2 separate regions of the Mus musculus genome follow, and region 2 is linked to region 1. A link is a contact called in public promoter capture Hi-C data. All regions are on one chromosome and are shown on one strand. The core of a region is the stretch at or near the end of the contact, and the rest is flanking DNA. Distances in the headings are between cores, read along the strand shown.

Region 1 (6,889 bases), core at 3,746-6,245:
AGGCTGCAGGTTGATCCCAAGTTCAGGAGACTGAGGCACACTCAATGCAGGAAAGCAGATAAGTCAACAGGCTGAAGGCCTTACAGGTATAAAGCCTAACATTTTATAGGAAGGGCTGAAGAGAAGGGAAAAGATGCTGACAGAACACCTAAGCAATTCACTTTTGTGGACTGGGAAAAACAACATCTGGAGTGGGCTGGGAATGTAGCTGAGTGACAGGCACAGCCCTAGGAAATAAAAGGGGTGAGGGCTAAAAGGATGAAAAGAATTCTCTTGTAAAATTGAAAGGAATTATGTCAAATTCCTGATGATTAAATATTTTGACCAAGTTACTTTTGATATGAACATTTAATATCTACGTTCACACAGAGAATATACATGCTCCCCATTTTAATGAAGTTAAAGAACATAATGATCATTTGCAGCATACCATCATGAGAAAAAATGATTTAAAATAACTAAATCATGTCTCTAACAAAAGAGAAACTAAGGTAGAGTTATTGATATTATGTGAATTCTTCAGAGTTTTTGCCAGGTTCTTTTAAATATAACCTCCCCTGCATTTAACCACATAATCCTGGGGTAGAGCCAACTCTGGAGACCAAACAGTTTGCACAGGCAAAAGTCATTCATAACTGATTCACATTTGTGAGTTCACACCTGAAAAATGTAAGCTCTAATAAGGGGGAAAACTTGCCTTTTGAAATGTTCACACAGAAAAGTTTAATCCTGGGGCCGGAATCTCTCAACGACACACACGTATCTTTAAGACATCAGGTAAGTAACTTCCTCAGAATGCACAGAAGAAAAGCCAGGCCACAAGACCAACTGCTTCTGGGGGAGGGGTGCACAAACTGGGTGGTGTAAGAGAGGCAGAGAGAGGGTGGCGATCACCCTCGTGGTGGCAGGAGATAAGAAGATCGAATGTGGTGGGCCACACCCACAGGAGCTGGGCGGCTGACTTCAAGGGGTGGAACATTGAGCAAGTGAACAATTTTGGTTTTGTTTAGCTCAAAGGTTGCACAATCCTACAAGTAGAGAGGAAAAGAGAAGGGGAGTTTTTAGCATAGAACAAGTTGATTGTATATCGCTTTAAAAGTATGTGAAAAATGAATAACTAAATCACAGAACTAGGATAAAGGGAGTCAAAGCAGATATAACAGCATTTTTAGCATTTCATAAAGGCAGCAAGTATGTCTCACAGAGGAAAATGAAAAACTGAGACCTTAGAGAAAAGTAAAAGTCTATGTTAATTCAGGACATTATTATTTCATGAAAATAAAACTTTTTACTCCCGTGAACTATGCCATTCTTGAAGTAGCAAGGCCCAAATACGTTATACTGACAATAATTTGGGGTATCTAGGTTAAGTACAACTCTTTGGTTCTGATTTTAAATCTGGCAGCTTATAGAAACAGCAAGTCTCGATGGCTAGGCATGTAAAATGTATTTCAAGATAAGGAGAACTTGGCTTTGCTGGGCTCCAAGCTAATCTGCACCGACTCTCTCCACTCCTTTTAACTGATTCCCATAGCTTCAATACAGCACGTGACAAAACAGGGTGGGTAGAGAAGGCCCAAGCTACCTTTGGAGTTGGTTTTAAACCTGAAGTTCCATGGAAAGGGTTCTACTTAGTATGTCTAAGGCCATGTGCCTGACAAGAGGAACACACACACACACACACACACACACACACACACACACCATCCCAACCAACCAACCTGTGAATGGAAAGCAACTATTACTACACTTTTTGTTTTTCAGTTGTGTGGCTAGAAGACGAACTTTAGAAAGGACTTCTGTGGGAAGCAACCCCTCCCACCCCACCCCACCCCCGCTTCAACTTTGAGTTCTTCCATTTGCTACACTCTCAGAAGGAGAGTCAGGGAGCAGGGACGCTTTGGGTCGTTCCCAGTGAGGAGGTAACTTCAAGCTTTTCATTCCTTGTGGACAACTTACTACATTAATCAGCCCTGGTCATTCTTGGAAGCACTGATTCCTATTCGTCTACAGACCTGGAGAAAGGTACCAGGCATTCAACAGTGTTTGCTTTTCCTGTGACACAGAAGTCAACCTGAACCTGAGAAGCAGAAGCAGTTGGTGCACACAGACGAACATGCTTAACGTAGCGCAGAAGCGGCTCTCGCACTAACACTCTGCTCAGACTAAAAACAAAAAAGTGTCGCTAACGCTGAAGAGCAGACTGTGACCTCTTCCGGTGTCAAGTCAGGCAGAAGTGCTTTTTGTTTGGTTTGGTTTGATTTGGTGAGGAGTGCTGGAAACGGAACCCAGGCAAGTGCTCCACCTCTGAACACAACCAGGCTCTGAAAATAAGTCTGACTATAAAGTCATTTCCAGAAATCCTAGACATTTAATTGCATCCCAATATAAACTGCCTAAACCGTAGAGAAGGATAACGGCTCAGGCACAGCCAGGAACTGGGAGCTGTATCCTTCTAACTGACAAATGGAGGAGGGAATGCAGAAATTCTTTCTTTCTTCATGTGTGTTTTAGATAATTATTTTATGTTAACTAAAAACAATTTTTAAAATTCACTAATAATTTAGGGTTGAAGAAGATGACGGCAGGAAGCTGGAGTCATGAAGAGTCACATCACTAGTCAGCAATGACAGAGACCCAGGCAAGCTGAGGCCGCAGCATCTCAAGTCCCAGGGAGGCCTGATTTACAAAATGAGACCGAGTTTCACAAACGTGTGTCTACTAGCACAGGGACAAAGGAAATGTTAAAACAAACAGGCAAACAATTGAAACAGAGGCAGGCATGGTAGTGCATACTGTCCAGACGCTCTGCGGATGGGGCATGGCTGAGACAGGAAGTGAATAAGCCTTCTGCCCCCTATCTTCCCGAGAACAGCGAGTGGAAAGTGGCGGAGCTTTCCTAAGACCCTGGAACAGGTCTTCTGTCTTCCACAAGGACTTTTTTAGCTTTCTATCTGGAATTTACAGACCAGGGGGTCCAAAAGTCTAGGCCAAGAGAAGGATCTTGTCTCAGACTGCCCATGGCAATCTGACATAGCCTGCAAAATGGAAGCAATCTCCTTTCGAGAAGAGTGCTGTGCTCAAACAGACTGGTTCTAACCCGATCAGGGGCAGCCTTCTGCCATCCTCAGTAATGAAAATTGATAATTAATAACAAAGAGATAGATGGCTTAAGAATTCCCATAGCTAGAACCCTGTCAACTTCAGAACTCAGAACGACAAAGCACAAGTATGCATAAAACAAAACCCGTCCTCCTCTCCAAGAACTGCAAACAACACAAGATCAAACACGCTATGAAACGGAGAGCGTAACTCCAAAAGAACTAACAGAGGGGATGAGGGGAAGCCAGAGTCAAGGATAACATGGCTGGGAACAAATCAGAAGCTCAGAGGCACATCTCACCTACAAGAGACTGACACACTTGTAGCAGACTTCAAAATAAGACTAAAGAGGAATAACAAAACTTCCAACTTCTGTGAGAATTAAATGTCAGTTTAGAACTATATTCAACAAAACAATCTGATGAATGGGGAAGAAAGTCACAGTGAGGAAGAGCTGAGGTCAAGAGCAAATAGACTGCTAAATACGCAATGTTAAGAATAATACATAAAAGGGCTGGAGAGATGATGGCTCAGCAGTTAAGGCCACTGGCTGCTCTTTTAGAGGACCTGGGTACATTCCCCAGCACAAACATGGCAGCTCACAACTGTTTGTAACTTCAGTTCCAGGGAATCTAAGACCCTCTTCTGTCCTCTCTGGGTACCAGGCACAAATGTGATACAGATATACAATATAGGCAAAATATCCATATACACACACATGCAAAACAAAAAAAATGACAAAAAAACAGAAATAATCTAGGCATGGAGGTCCATGTATGTAGTAGCCTAACCTAAAGCATCCATGTACTTCTGAGACTTAGTTTTAAGATTTTATTCTAAGACTGAAATGGTGCCGCATGCCTTTAATCCCTGCACTTAGGAGACAGAGATAGGCAGATCTCTGAGTTCAAAGGTAGCCTAGTCTACATAGTGAGTTCCAGGACAGCCATGGTTACATAGTAAGACCCTGTATTTTGAGAGAGAAAGAGAGAGAGACAGAGAGAAAGAAAGATATACACAGAGAGATATACAGAGAGACAGAGACAGAGGGATACACACAGAGAAATATACAGAGAGAGAGACAGAGAGAGAGAGAGAGAGAGAGAGAGAGAGGCAGGCAGGTGGATCTCTGAATTTGAGGCTAACCTGGTGTACAGCGCAAGTTCCAAGATAGACAGGGCAACACAGAGAAACATTTTCTTGAAAAAGAAAGAGAAAATTCAGTAGAGATGGTTCAGAAGTGAAGAGCACTGGCTGCTCTTTCTTATAGAGGACCCAGATTAAGTTCTCAGCATCGCTTGGAGGCTCACAACTCTCCACAACTCAGTTCCAGAGATTCCGATGCCCTCTCTGGCCTCCACTGGAACTTCATCCATATGGTGCTCAGATATACATGCGGGAAAAACACATATGCTTTAAAATATGACATATAAATTAAATTTTAAAGCCAGCCATGGAATGAATATTTAACTTCAGCACTCAGGAGGCAGAAGCAGGTGGATTTCTGAGATCCAGGACAGCTTGGTTTACATATCAGTTCCAGGACAGCCAGGACTATACAGAGAAAACTAAAACCAATACGCACACGCACACACATTCAAGTTTAACAACACACAAACCCCATTTGTAATTCAGTGTGTGCCTACAACCTACCATTTAGCTGTTGTTCATACTAACATCTGTCTGGGCACAAATCCAGCCTCTTGCTCCATGAAGCACTGGAATAAACTTTAATGTATTAGGAAAGCAAAAAAGCTAACTGACCAGGGAAGCAAACACATTTTCACACCACGCACAGGACACAGCTGCGACCTGTCAAGCGTACAGGCCTCTCTTTAGCCAACAGCGAGCGAGGTTCCAGGACTTTCTCTTCACTGGGCAGGAAGCAGCATCTGAACACACAACTGTTCCCAAGCCCCGGCTCTACTGACCTCACTTCCGACTTCCGCACACTCACCCTCTGACCTGGGCCTTCGCAGTCCGCCCACACGGGCCTCTTTGATGAAGTATCAGCAAGTCTCTAAATGACAATCTTTAGGAAGTCCACAGGTAGCCTCTAGTTACCTTGTTCTCACATAGAGAGCCCCAAGGGTCTGGTGTGTTTGCTGTGCTATTAGAACAAACAGGCGGTAGCAAGCACGGCCAAGTAGCTTTAGCTCCTCCATGCATACTTGGACACACACTACATAATCTGCCTCTTCTCCAAGTTGTTTCCGTGGCAACAGTCTAACTTAGAAATCTGAATTCTCCTTCTGCCCTTCACAGACCTTGACGTGACTCACAGACTTGAGCCAGATCCCAGGCAATGGAGTTAAAATGGAATTAAAATGCTTTGTAACTCACATGTCCCACAACAGTACATTCAAAGAAAAGTCACTCAAGCAAAGAAACACTGACACAGTGTTCTAGGCACCAGAGCAACACGTGCAAAAGGTGCTCACGCCAGGCCAGCGATAACTGATAGTGATATAGACCAGTACTCCTCAGCGCCCCTTTAGAAGGAATTTAGAATACTAGAAACAATCTGCTTGCGTGCATAAAGACCCCAAGTGCATGGGCAGGAGTGTGATCACACACACACACACACACACACACACACACACACACACACACACACAGGAAACAGTCGTGTGCACAAACAGGCAGGCTTAGAAGACACAGAGTTGTGGACATTTTTTAAGGAAATGCCTTAAAAATACTTGTAAATACTTCTTTCTTCTTTCAGTGTCTTTCCCAACTCCCTTTTTACCTCAGAGTGCAGCAGACCACTACTGCACGAGTCCTTGCAGGACGCACCAGTGTGGATCTGATACACAAACAGCTAGCCCCGAAAAACGAAGTCACCGACTCACAGACAACAAGGCAAGAAGGAGCAGCAGCACGGGGAAGGAGCAGCAGCACGGGGAAGGAGCAGCAGCACGGGGAAGGAGCAGCAGCATGGGATACATGGCAGGAAGAAAAGGCTGTTCCAAGATCATCCTCTTTCGCAGCAAGTGCCAGAACTGCTGGGACATTTCCTTTTCATAGAAAAGTGATAACTTCCTAATTCATAGCAAGGTGGAAATGACAAAAAGAAAAAAAAAAAAAGAAAAAGAAAAAGAGTGTATATAAAGTTTCCTGAAGGGGGAGACAGCACAGACTTGAACAGTCGCCTCAGGGGGAGGCCACTTCATCTCAAGCACAAACACGCTTGAAGGGATCAACACCAGTAATTCTACATTATAGTCACGCAAGGTTTCTATGTATTTTTAAAGTCCTAGATAATTTCATCCATGCACATAACATGCCTTTAACCATACACAATTCCTACTCTCATCTCCCTCCTACTCCCTTCAGCTTTTTAAAAACATGAAACACTATCTTTTTTACATTTTATTTAAGTGTCTGGGTGCTTTACCTTCATGTGTGGCCGTGTACCATGTGTGTGCCTGTTGCCCATGCAGGCTAGAAGAGGACTCTACAGCAGTTGTAAGCTGCCATGTGGGTGCTGAGAACTGAGTCCGGATCATCTGAAACAGGAGGCCAGTGTGCTCTGAGATGATGTGTCTTTCCAGCCCAAATCTATACCTTTTAAAATTGATTATATGGGTTCAAATTTTCTACACATGCACACATACATTTCATCAATACTTTAGCTTCAGTTTAGATTCTTTTAAAACTATTTAAATTTTTCATTTTAGCGAGTATACTTATATTTTCTATTGAATGCCAGGAATACAGTTTTGTGTTGGTGGCATCCTGGGGAACGAGCCTCTGCCTTCACAGGGCTCAGAAACAAGTTTGTTCT
Region 2 (7,087 bases), core at 266-2,765, 160 kb before region 1:
TTCCACAGGATGAAAAAGACAGACACTCCTTTTTAAAGAGTTATCTTAAGCGCTTCTCCCTCAAAAAAAGGAAAAAAGAGTCTTATGATGTCTCAAGACTTCAGCCAAATGAGCAGCAAATGTATGCACAATTCAGGCAGAAGAAACTATAGAAACATGCAATCTGTAGCTTAGCAACTCAGAGCTTAAAGTGCAATAACTGACAATGAAGCTTCTACCGGTCTGTTTATTAAACGTGTGGATTGTTTTCTTTCGTTTGTGTGAGACACTCAAGCAGAGAAGTCTGCGAGGACAATGGCATACTTAGTCACTTATTCACCTTTAGTATTCACACGTGTGTCTCCCTGTGAGCACGCACGTTACGCACACGCGCCACGGTGCAGATGGAGGTAAGAGAGCTACTCCGCGGAGGAGTTTCTCTGTCCACCTTTACGTGTGTTCTGGGGGCTGAACTCACGCCGCCGGGTTTACACAGCAAACGCCATCTCAGCGGCCCCCAGGGATTAAAGAAATCCTTCAAAATTAACAGTGAGATTTCCTGTGCCCTCCTGGCAAGCAAGTTTGGGTTTAGTTGCCTTTCTCTAAAACTGACAGCAGGTAAGAGATGCTCTCTCTCTAAGAAAGTCCACAGTACCTGATCCACAGCCATGACATGTTTATAGAAAAACACATGCTAGTTCATCATAAACCTATTCTAAACTATCTGGCAATCCCACGGATCTCCACAAATGCAAAGGAGAAGACGTTCAACAATAACCAGCGGTGGAATTCCAACATTATCCTGAACCTATTATAAAAGCTAGGACCAAAAGAGCATAATCGGGCCCACCACTGTGAGCAAAATTAAAACAGCAGGTCCCCTCCTGCCTCTCCTGAACACTCTTATTATTTGTCTTATTAAGGAAAAAAAAAAAGGCTAAGACTCTGAACCTTTTCAGTGACGTAGGAGATGCATGACACACATCTAGTTACGCCACCACAGGTTTTAACAAGATTCCCAAGTAACAAGAAACACAACGGTCGCAAACACACCAATGCCCCCCCCCCAATACCGCTCGTGCCCCAGCCCTTTTGCAAACACACTATTGATTCCCACAGTCCTCGCTCTTCCAGTGTTTACTCCTACTTTGCTTAGCTTTTCCGTAGACTATGAAGTCAGCACACCCTGAACGCTCTCGGTGTTCAACACTCAATTAAGACAACAAGGAACGGGAGAGCGGCCGGCCGGCTGGCAAACTCACACGCGTATAGGAGTCGTTATGACGAGAGGTAAAATAAGTTCGTATGGGAAAATCCAACTGTCTCAGGAGCGCAAGGGTCACGGGGTTTGCTTCTCCCTGGAGCTACTGAGAACATCTGGGGCAGAGGTAGCTATGATTTGGGGCTTAAATGATAGGCATGGCTGGTTTCAGTAAGGTCTGGAGCCGACCGAAGGTTATTCCAACTAGAAGGGATAGGTTAAGCAGGCAGAGCTGTGAGGTCCCAAGCAACGGCAAGGCGTGGTGACACTCAGAAGTCACACAGACAACAGTGTCATAGAGCAAAAGCCTGCGCTTAGTACTAACTGCCTCTCACTCACACCAGCTGTGTGGCTTTGGGACAGACTATTTAACCTGGTTCACAGCTTCCTAATTTGTAAAACTCAAATATCATCATGCCTTGCTAGGTTAGAGTGAGAACCTGAGGCGAGGGAAATGCACACGCACCCGGCACACGCAGTCAGGAAATCTGAGGTCCTAATTGTTTTGAGGCATGGCCTCACTGTGTAGCCCAGCCTGACCTGAAAGGCCTGATCAGCCTCCCGAATGCTAGAACTACAGGCTGTACTACAGGTCTAGGTTTTTGGTTTTTTTGTTTTGTTATTTAATTTTATGTATATGGGTGTTTTGCCTGCCTGGATATCACCTGTGTGCCCAGAGTCTTCAGAGGCTGGAAACGGACACTGGATCACCAGGAACTGAAATTACGGAGAGCTGCAAGCCATCACCTGCTGCCACCTGGCTGCTGGAACTCGAACCCCGGAGTTCTGCAGCACTCTGAACCGTCTCTCCAACTCCAATAATCACATAAAAACAAAAACCCAAAAACTGAAAACATACTACTCTAAACACTGTTAAATATACTACATAAGACAACTTGATGGGTGTTCAGTAACCCGAGAAATTCACCCGGAAAGAGAGAAATAATCGTAACAAGGAAAAAGAGAAACCCAAAGACAAGTGATAAAGCCATTTGGTCATTTAGCCAACTGTGCAGACGGTGCAAGGTCCAGCAGTGTGAGGCAGAGAAAGACACCCGGATGTGTACAGAGATACAGTGGTTCAAGTGATGCTAAGAATAAATGAGTAGATGAATCCACTGCACACCAACACACTCTCCGTAACAGAATGCAGCTCTGCGAGCAAACATCAGTGAGGAAAACTCTTTCCCCTTCACACACCTCTTCTCTGCTTAACTGACTTCCAAGGACAGAAAAACGTCTCTTTCAAAGAGCACTGAATCATGGGTAATCTTTATCAGTAACAACTCTTTAATAAGAGAGACATTCTATGTACCCCATGCTTGAATGGGCACCGTTTTCTGACATAGACCCCTGTGTTTTCTGACTACAATGTCACTCGACCTCGTATGTTTAGGGTGTATTTAAAGGACAGACAGGAGAGTCAAACCTGCATAAAATGGTCACATGTGACTCAGAAGTGTCACTGCCAAGAAAGGAAAACAGAAGCCTGTTACCAGACTGGGGAAGACATATCCTGGTTAACTAATAAGCCAATCTTCAACTACTTATGTTTTTCTTCCATTTGCTTTCTAACCCTTCACGGACCTAATGAATGCTGCTCTCAGACAACAAAGTGAACATAATCTATGAAGCTAGAGAAGTATTTTCTAACCTGAAACATAAAGTTTAATGTGTAACCCATAACATATGTATGAAATAGAATATATAAAATATTGTATATAATATATATGTGTATAAGTATATACATATATTTATGTACACACACACACATATATATATAAATAAGTGGGGTGAGGGGGGTTCTCTGAAGTCTATATCCAAAAAGGGTTGACAAGGAAAACTATGAGAATCACTGGAGCAAAACTTCCAAGTATACTTATATATTATTATTCTTTATTGTTTCTTTATGTACCACACCCAGGTCTTTCTTTTTTAAAGGTTATTTTCTGTCTATGTTTCCACCAAATATATAGCTAATATTTTGAGGAAAAGGCAGTAAAAGACATAAAAGATGATAAATTTTGAATTTTGAAAACTTTTCTTGTACGTTTTCCCATAAAATCAAAACCCACAACCAAGACAGTGATTACAGCCACGGCCGTATGATCATCCCTGTCTTAGCCTGATTGGCTGGTGGGCATGCCAACTGCTTCCAGCTTTTGCGGTGACTTTGAATAACGGGCCAGGACCATTCATATGTGAGCGTGAGTGAGTGAGCAGGGAAGACACCTTCATCTTCAAGGACTGCTGCGCCTCTGTCTTCTTACACTTACACTAACACCCGGGTCTTATGATTATGAGCGTGGCCACAATGGGAGCCACACACTGGTATTTAGTAGGTAAATGTTTTGCTGAAAGATTAAAGAGAAAACACGTCACTCAGCGTGGTTTCTATTCATTGTCAAGTGACAGAATCTAGAACCACCTTGGGCTTGGTTCTAGCACGTGTCAATCCCCAGGCACGTCTATCACCTAGAAGAAATCATGGAGTCAGGCCAGCCCACCCTAAGTGTTTGTGGTCCCAATACGTGGGTGGGGTCTTCACCAGCACAAACAGAAGGCAGGCTGAGCACTCTACTCATCTCTCTGCTTCCTACCTGCAGACACGTGACTCACTGCTCAGACCACGTCTCCCCACCGTGATGAACTGAACCTCAAACTGTGAACCAGAATAAATTCTCCCTCCCTCAAGTTTCTTTTTCTTTTTGTTTTTGTTTTTTTTTTCCCCCACGGAAATGAGGTAAGTAATGTTCCCAGCTACTTCTGGTAACCTGAGTCTCAGACTGTGAGTAGTCCGTCTGTCTGTCCGTCTGTGTATGCGTGTGCATATGTGCACATGAGGGCCAGAGGTTGACACAGGGTACCTTCCCCAATCACTCCTCAACTTCCATTTGAGACAAGGTCTATCACTGACTGGAATTTGGCCAGAATGGCTTGCCAGCAAGCCCCTAGAATCTTCTTGTCTCTGCCTCAGATTTCAAAGTTTAAAAAAGGAAGAAAACAACAACAACAACAACAACAAACCTCTTTCTAATGAGTACACATGCTGAAAATAAAATAAACATCAGAAAGATTTTTAAACATTTCTAAATTTCTTTTTTTATTTATTATATGTAAGTACACTGTAGCTGTCTTCAGACACACCAGAAGAGGGCGTCAGATCTCGTTACGGATGGTTGTGAGCCACCATGTGGTTGCTGGGATTTGAACTCGGGACCTTTGGAAGAGCAGTTGGGTGCTCTTACCCACTGAGCCATCTCACCAGCCCTGCTTCTTTCACATAAAGCAGTTAACCAAGCCCACCAGTCTTCTCAATAAAGTGTCAACAGCTCACCAAAATCTGATTTCTGTGAGCTTGCGTGTGTACACCACAATACTCAGTGTTTACTGAGTATCTACACTGGAAATATAAATACTCTAAAATTACAAAGTTCCCTTACATCTGCGCTCATTTCACACTGACCTATACATAGAAGGGACTAAGGCAGGATCTCTTAATTCTATGTGTTGGCAGGACAATGGTGGGGAGTCATAACCAAACACCTGAAAATTCACTTTTCTTCTTAATATCAAGGCAAACTTACTGCACACTGACCCTATGCAGTAAGTTTCTTTCCTTAGAGGGTCTGCAAAGATTCACTAGACTGGTTCCTAAACTGAGCTCACAATGAGAGACCAGCTGCAGCTTTATCAAAGTTTGACTCACTAAGGACAAGACAGCGTTTTCACGAATGAAAAAGAAAATAAACCACAAAGGGTTAAAACAGCACTGGTGGGCAGTACCATGACGTCAGCCCTGGACCACGTGATCCAGGTGTCTGACAGAAAGGCGGAGCACTGACACACCACACAGAATCTAAGTTTGGGCTGCTCAGCCTTTAATTTCCAGGTAAATTATTACCAAAACGTCTTTGCTTACCCTAGAGTAACAAGTCTTAGGTCTTTAACTCATCCTCTAGTTCTACCTAGGAATGCCTGAACTACAAGTCTAATTTCTTGAAGGAAAAAGGAGGAGGAGGGGGAAGGAGGGAGAGGAGGATGACAAGGGGGAGGAGGGAGAGGGAAAGAGGGAGAGGAGAAGGGGGAGGGAAGGAAGAAGAGGAAGAGAATCCACTTCAGACAATTTTCTGAAATCAAAGTAAGAGATACACGTTACAGACTTTATAAATGCACAGCTATCATGTTACATGCAAATTATAATTATTGCTCTTTTTATAAGACAGAGCCTGCCCCACCCTCCACCCCTTTTCTTTCTGAGCTAGGGTCTAACTATGTAGCCAAAGCTGGCCTAAAATTCACAATCCCCCTGCCTCAGCCTTCCCAGTGCTGGTAATACAGACCCGCCTGTGCCCACTTGAATGTGCCCTCTGTCACACAAGTCTAAGTCTTCATGTTTGTAACAAACATGAAATAACAAAGGTACAGCAGAATTCAGCTCTGCCTGGAATGACACGTGAGACCTTAGGCTAATCTGAATGTCATCAAGACAACTGGCTTAATAAACTACTGCATATGCAGAGCAGAGCATCCTCCAATAACTTAAGATGTTGAAGACAAACATGAAAAAAAAAACCACTTAAGCAATAGAATTTCTTGGGGCATAAAGAAAAATGGAATTCTTACAGGAAAACAGACACAGCTGCAGACATCGCATTAACTGGACTAGTTTCTGAACCCCCAGTGTGGCTTCCCTTGATCCTGTAGCTGCTATACACTGTATATACAGATACGCACATATACACACAGACACATGAAATTACTATATACGGCGTGAGTAGAAGTGAACCCGTCTAGGGGAACAAAGGGAAGGTGGGCAGGGACGGAGAGGGAACGAAGTCAGCATACAACACAGCCTTGTGTGAAAACTTTCTAAGAGTGAAAGGTTATAATAGGCTCAGAACCATGAAGCGCTCCCTCAGGGACCAATCATCACGCCCTGTTATAGACTCACTGGATTCTGTTTTTCCTGTTGTGAACTTCATCATAGTTTGAAATAATAAATTATGTTGCTTCTTTCTTTCTTTTTTTTTTTTTTTTTTAAGTTTGTCGAGACAGGGTTTTTCTGTATAGCACTGGCTGTCCTGGAACTCATTTTGTAGACCAGGCTGGCCTCGAACTCAGAAATCCACCTGCCTCTGCCTCCTGAGTGCTGGGATTAAAGGCTTGCATTAGATAGTAAGTTTCATGAGAATAGAAACACAGCTGCTTATTTCTTTCATTAGCTAGTAAGTTTCATGAGAATAGAAATACAGTGTATCTGTGTAAATACATATTCCGAATGTACCAACATTTTTAGAGATGTGCTGGTTGGTCGACTGGTTGGCTGACTGGTTACATTGTTTGTTTTTGTCAACTTGACACAGACTGTGTTCATGTGGGAAGAGGGAACCTCAACTGAGGTAATGCCTCCATCAGACTGGCCTGGAGGCCAGTCAGTGGGGAATTGTCTTGATCAGTGATTGATGTGGAAGGGCCACGCCCCCTGTAAGCTGTGTCAACCTTAAGCAGGCCATCCTGGGCTGCAGAAAGTGAGCTGGGCAAGCCAGTGAGCAGTGTGCTCCATGGTCTCTGACTCAGTCTCTTGTCTTGACTTCCCCTGACCACGGACTGTACCTTGTTAACCCTTTCCACGGCGCTTCCGTCATGGTGTTTTAATCATAGCAACAGAAAGCAAATTAGCACAACAGGAAATCAAACCATAAAACCAAAAAAAAAAAAAAAAAAAAAAACACCAAGAGACAGAAGAGAACGAGGTTCTATAATGCACGCTTCAATTACATTAGGTCTATATTAAGCCAAAAATTGTATCTGGAAACACAGTTTGTCAGCCATGCTATCAAACGA

What was found. Capture Hi-C pulls out chosen DNA fragments and counts their contacts.
Region 2: a contact with region 1 is called in a promoter capture Hi-C map of liver. The contact joins two enhancer-like sites. A contact is called at or near these places in 1 of 39 promoter capture datasets (embryonic stem cells), 3 of 115 datasets of contacts at active chromatin or transcription factors (bone marrow-derived macrophages, microglia and pancreatic cancer cells) and 3 of 9 other capture datasets (adipose tissue, liver and pancreatic islet).

The regions. Positions count from the first base shown.
Region 1 is chr19:53,179,712-53,186,600 of GRCm38.p6, reverse strand. All of the region lies in intron 1 of Add3 (adducin 3 (gamma)), which reads right to left. Among named protein-coding and RNA genes, the nearest start is that of Gm52402, 26 kb to the left of the region's middle. Within about 2 kb of position 4,995, at least 79 of the 459 cell types and tissues checked have an H3K27ac peak or open chromatin away from gene starts, as enhancers often do. A contact at or near this core is called in liver and pancreatic islet, where this site is marked.
Region 2 is chr19:53,338,564-53,345,650 of GRCm38.p6, reverse strand. The region is part of intron 2 of Mxi1 (MAX interactor 1, dimerization protein); the gene reads right to left. Among named protein-coding and RNA genes, the nearest start is that of Gm30541, 15 kb to the right of the region's middle. Within about 2 kb of position 1,515, at least 9 of the 459 cell types and tissues checked have an H3K27ac peak or open chromatin away from gene starts, as enhancers often do. A contact at or near this core is called in liver and pancreatic islet, where this site is marked.